Linked DNA regions of Capra hircus: region 1 is linked to region 2. A link is a contact called in public Hi-C data. All regions are on one chromosome and are shown on one strand. The core of a region is the stretch at or near the end of the contact, and the rest is flanking DNA. Distances in the headings are between cores, read along the strand shown. Region 1 has its middle 37 kb from the start of FASTKD2. Region 2 has its middle 68 kb from the start of CREB1.

Region 1 (2,700 bases), core at 69-2,568, 670 kb after region 2:
AGTTATACTCTGGGCTTCCTAGATGGCACAAGTGGTAAAGGACAGCCTGCAGGAGACATAAGAGATGCAGGTTTGATCCCCAGATTGGGAAGATTCCCTGGAGAAAGGCATGAAAACCCACTCCAGTATTCTTGCCTGGAAAACCCCATGGACAGAGGAGCCTGGCAGGGTCATAAAGAGTCACAATCAGACACCACTGAAGTGACTTAACACACACACACACACAGTTATATAAAAGGAATAGTAAGATATACTCTCACTCATGAAGAGCTCTCCAATATGGAAGGCAATTATACGCCTCTCCTTTCTCACCCCAACTGCATCTAAGGACTATGGAACACAGAAATGGCACAGATTAATCACGAATGGGGAGGCAACAAGTGAGCCGATACATTACACACAGGGTACGTGTTGCTCAAACCGCATCAATCACAAGCTTTCCAGGTGGAGACAGGATGGGAGGGATGCTGCAGAGGAGAAAGCAGGTGGAAAGACTCAGGGAGATGAGCCTGGAATGTGGCTAGAACACAGGATGCCAAGGATGGGGAATAATGACCCAGGAATCTGAAAAAGCAAGTCCAGGCTTAACTAGACAGCGTGCATTGCAAGCATGAAGCCATGAGTCTGGCATTTTTTGAAGAAGGGAGAGAAATAACCCTGTCAGACCTGGGCTTTAGACAAGCTCCTTGAGGAGCTGCAGAGTTGACCAAAACAAGTACAAGTGGTCTAAAGTCGCTGACCTGTCCAACAAGAGGGTACAGGCAGCCTGGGAGAGCAGCAGGAAGGAAGCTCTTCTCTGCCTCCTGAGAAGTGAGGACAAGCTTGGAAACCTGTCGGTATGATCTCAGAAGGTGAGCACAGATTACACAGTATTTCTACCTTCCTGAGCTTGGCAACCAAACAAAAACGCAGTTGACTCCCTTCATTCTGAGTAACTCACACCAGATGCTGATGCCCTTGGACTCTTCCAGCTCCAGCTACAGCTTCCCAAATCACTTCTTCCCAGAGGTCAGACATATGGAGCTCATTAAGTCCCATTCACCAGCATTTCAACTGTGTACAACTTTTTGTTTGCAGTGCAATTTAATGTTGAATTTGATTTAGGAAGCACCGGGTACTCTTAGTCCCAGATGACAGCCTGTTCTTCTTCTAGGAGCTTAAATTGTGGCTGGAGGCGATGGGGAAGACCTTTGACCAAAAGCTGGAATTGGAAATCTGGGCTTATGCTAATAATTTGTAAAAAGAGAGAGTGGCATGTCCTAGAGACATTCTCTCTGACTTCCTTGTCATACAGACAAGTACACCAAGCCCCAGAGAAGTTCAGTGACAGGGTTGGAGGCTGGCACCCAGGTCTCTTGATCCTCAGTCCAGTGGACTTTCCTCCTACCCCCACTCTTATCCCCACCCCACTCCATACAGTTCAAAAAAAAAAAAGTTGGGGAAAGGATCTTTTTAAATCATGAAGAAATTCATTCAAAAGTGAAAAAAAAAAAACCATGATAATGAATTGGTACTTTCAAATGGTAGTATAAAAATGAGAGAAACTGGATGCTAATTGTTTGAAAATGACTTACTGCCATGCAGGAGACCCAGGTTCGACCTCTGGGTGGGGAAGATCCCCTAGAGAAGGAAATGGCAACCATTCTAGTCCTCATGCCTGGAGAATCCTGTGGACAGAGGATCCTGGTGGGCTACAATCCATGGGGTAGAAAAGAGTTGGACACAGCTGAGTGACTAACACACACACACTTTGTCTGATTAGTATGAAGTTATGTAATGTGTCCATATGGCTCTGGAATCAAATCTGAAAGATTAAATAACTTGTTCAAAATCATGCGGCTAAGTCTAGGGTCCTTCATCTGTGAAATGGGCATAATAATATATACCTCAAAGTTAGAGGCTTTAATTTAATTAACCTTTGAGAAAAAATGTGAAGAGACAGTGGCTATTATTACACTTGATATATTATAGTTGTGGGTCTGAGCTTAAAATAGTTTCCCTGAGAGACTTACCCTATACGCATTCCCATGATGCTGACATTCTTCAAAATATCAGCTGCCTTTCCCTTTTGGAACTGCTTCCAGAACTAGGGTTTACATCTTAGCAGAAAATTCTCTCTTTATGCCTTCATTTGACCAAAAAGATTTTAACTCAGTTTTATCAACCTCATTCACCAAAGTTAGCTGTGAGGCATGTTTAACCATTTGTGAAAACCACAGCTAAATGCAAAGGATGAAAATTTGAAGACTTGCCATACCTGAAGATATTTGGAAGAATTTGCTTCTTTCCAGTGTAGGGGATAGATATCCTGTTTGCCAGACCAGGCCCCCAAACCTTGGGAAAGTCATAAACCATGGCACCAAACACTGTTTCAGAGTCGAGAAAATGGAAAGCAGGGGTGCTGATCCTCAAGGTGAGCCCTGGGGAAGCTAGAATTTACTGAACTTCTAAGAGAGAAATACTTAAAGCTATGGTTTTTCCAATAGTCATGTATGGATGTGAGAATTGGAGTATAAAGAAAGCTGAGTGCCAAAGAAGTGATGCCTTTGAACTGTGGTGTTGAAGAAGACTCTTAAGAGTTCCTTGGACTGCAAGAAGATCGAATCAGTCAATCCTAAAGGAAATCAGTCCCGAGTGTTCATTGGAAGGACTGATGATGAAGCTGGAACTCTAATTCTTTGGCCACCTGACGTGCGGTAC
Region 2 (2,700 bases), core at 99-2,598:
CATGAGGGCACAGATCGCTCCTGGGCTGTCTTCTCCTTTGGGCATGCTTCTGTCCCCGTGACTGGAGGACTCACACAGGAGCGGGGTCTTAAGCAGCTGGCTTTAGGGCTGAGCGCTGAGCTGACCAGTAGGGGTGCGGAAGACAGATGAGACCCACAGACCCTCCCCACTGAAGACCAAATGCATCACCTCCACGGCACATCTGCTCCCCAACCTGGGCCTTCCAGTTGGCAGGGAGATCTGGCCAGACGTATTATTATTGCTTCTCCCAGCATGCGATCAGCCTGAGGCATTCATGGTTGATTGTCTACATTTTAGATGTGAACCAGAAAAAAGGCATCTCTCTTAGCACCTTTAGTATTAGCTGATTACACGGCTGTGGAGGAGATGTCATAATACTCATTATATTTTGGATGGCCTTGCAAGAAAAGGATGCTTGAAGTCTGCCAAACAGAACTGGTGATTCTTCTGACACCTGAGTGTATGAGGAAGCAAGAGTGTGGTGCAGAGGATGAGAGGAGGAGGGGGTTATTTATTTTCTTACTCTCCCATTGGTAATTCTATAGGTGATTTCCTGGCTTCATAAGTGGTGGAAACAAAACGCTTTGTATTCATTATTATTGTCCATTCTTCTTGCAGAATGACACCAAAGGGTATGGAATGTTTGCACAAAGGTCGTGCTCTAGGAGGGTTTCTCAGGTGGCTCAGTGGTAAAGAACCTGCCTGCCAATGCAGAGATGCAGGAGGTGCAGGTTCCGTCCCTGGGTCGAGGTGATCCCCTGGAGTAGAGAATGGCAACCTGCTCCAGTACTCTTACCTGGGAAATTCCTTGGACAGAGGAGCCTGATGGGCTATAGTCCATGGAGTCACAAAGAGTCAGACACACACATATGCTCTAGTTAAGGAAGAGGAATTCTATCTATCCATTCATTCAACAGATATCTGAGGATCTACCATGCCCAGGCTCCATGCATAGAGCTGGGTGGAGCCGGTGGGCAAGGCAGCCAGTTCCTATCCCTGTGTTGATTTCCATGTGAGGAAGGGTAGGGTGGGGGTGGAGGCAGGTAGTACACAAACATGTTTGCTTTTAAAGATTTGGGTTGTTTCCAATTTCCTGCTCCTATAAACAAGCAACTCTCTTGGAGGCCTGAGATTATTCAGTGAGAGAACCGCTGTCAGTTTTAAAGGGGCCACCTTCTCCATTGAGATGTCCAGCATTACAGATGTTCTTGAGACTTTTCTTTTGGAGTTGTCATTCAGAGCTTACTTTTAATCTCCTCAGTCTCTGGAGAGAGAAGCTAATTTGACTTTTGGAAATACTCGAGCATCATCTGGCCTTACATCTGGTGAACGTGATGAGGATGAATCATTTCCATCTTCTTTGGCTGTTGTTAAAAATGTGTGCCTATAAAGTAATGCGACTGATTTGGGGGAAAGGGAAAGGCTCCTAAAAGCACTGTAAAAGCAAGCAGAGGAGGGCTTCTAACTTGTTCTGAACAATGGCAGCATCTCTGTCATAGGGAAGAAGGACAGAGGAGACCCCGTGGGCTATGGTATCAGCGAGTTCTTAGGTCTCATCCCCGCTCCTTCCTCTCCTTGCAATGGAATGTGAAGCCAGGTCCTTAGCTCATCTAGGCTTCCAGTTGATCATTTATAAAACAAAGCTATTTCACCCATTACACAGTTATTATGAGGGTGATATAAAATATCTAGCAGATGTTATTATAAATGATACATGAAGCGCTTCCCACAAGGAATAAATTGAAGAAACTACCCTCCCCCCCTTTTTAAACTATAACTTCTAACCTGTTTACAAAATGTATCAGCTGCATGCTTGGAATAGTGGGGTAACATGCCGGATATTATCTGTCTGCTGCCTGCGTCCACTCTCCACTCTTCCTCAGCCCGCTGCAGACTGCATGGGGCAGACCCTTTTCCCCTGGCTTCCGGATGGATTCAAATGAGAGTGGATTGACAGGGGATCAGGAGGTAGGAGAAGCGAGTGACTGGGGTATTTATTCGCCCTGCTTGCTTTCCCAGGGGTGCAGTCCCCACCGCCATCTGGAGGCCGCAGCTCTCAGGTCGCAGCCCTTCTCTAACGTTCCGCTCCCCTCCCTCCCTCCTCCTCACCCCCTGGGACTGGATCCCTATCACATAGTTAGCTTTCTAGTAGTCTACTGCCCTAAGGTTGAGATGAAAATGGTTTGATGGTGGTAATTGTGTCTAGAAAAGAGAATAGGATTTTATAAATTTTGAGCTATGCAAATAGCAGAATTCAAGAGAGACCCTGAGAACAGGCTTCAGAAATGCTTGACACTCAGGGTTTGCTTTCTAGGCAAACTGTCAGATTTTGCTTTTTGCTCTCTCCTCCTGTAACGTTACACATGTCTTCATGTTAAGAGCTTGCATTGTCAGAGGAGCACTCAGAATAAGTAACGCTACTCAGTGAGTCACAAATGGAATCCATGTCAGCCAGTGTCGTGAAATGGATCTATAACTGGCTTTTTGTCCCTCAATTTGAGATGATCTAATTCAATTTCTATGATTTATGGTTTGAGAGAAGACACTTTCTGTCCCCCTCCCGAATTTTATTCTGTTTCTCCCTTACTCCCTAAATTTCCTGAGATCTGAAGGAAATTCTTTTCTGAAGGCAAACTTGAGCCTATTGCCATTGCCTAGCACAAATTATAATCCCTTTGT

Evidence for each region. A called contact is a pair of places that touch in the nucleus more often than the background predicts.
Region 1: a contact with region 2 is called in a Hi-C map of blood, with 4 times the contacts expected there. The contact joins two enhancer-like sites. A contact is called at or near these places in 3 of 5 Hi-C or Micro-C datasets (blood and liver).

Annotation. Positions count from the first base shown.
Region 1 is chr2:40,818,278-40,820,977 of ARS1.2, forward strand. No RefSeq gene overlaps it. Among named protein-coding and RNA genes, the nearest start is that of FASTKD2, 37 kb to the right of the region's middle. Within about 2 kb of position 1,319, at least 1 of the 5 cell types and tissues checked has an H3K27ac peak or open chromatin away from gene starts, as enhancers often do.
Region 2 is chr2:40,150,738-40,153,437 of ARS1.2, forward strand. No RefSeq gene overlaps it. Among named protein-coding and RNA genes, the nearest start is that of CREB1, 68 kb to the left of the region's middle. Within about 2 kb of position 1,349, at least 1 of the 5 cell types and tissues checked has an H3K27ac peak or open chromatin away from gene starts, as enhancers often do.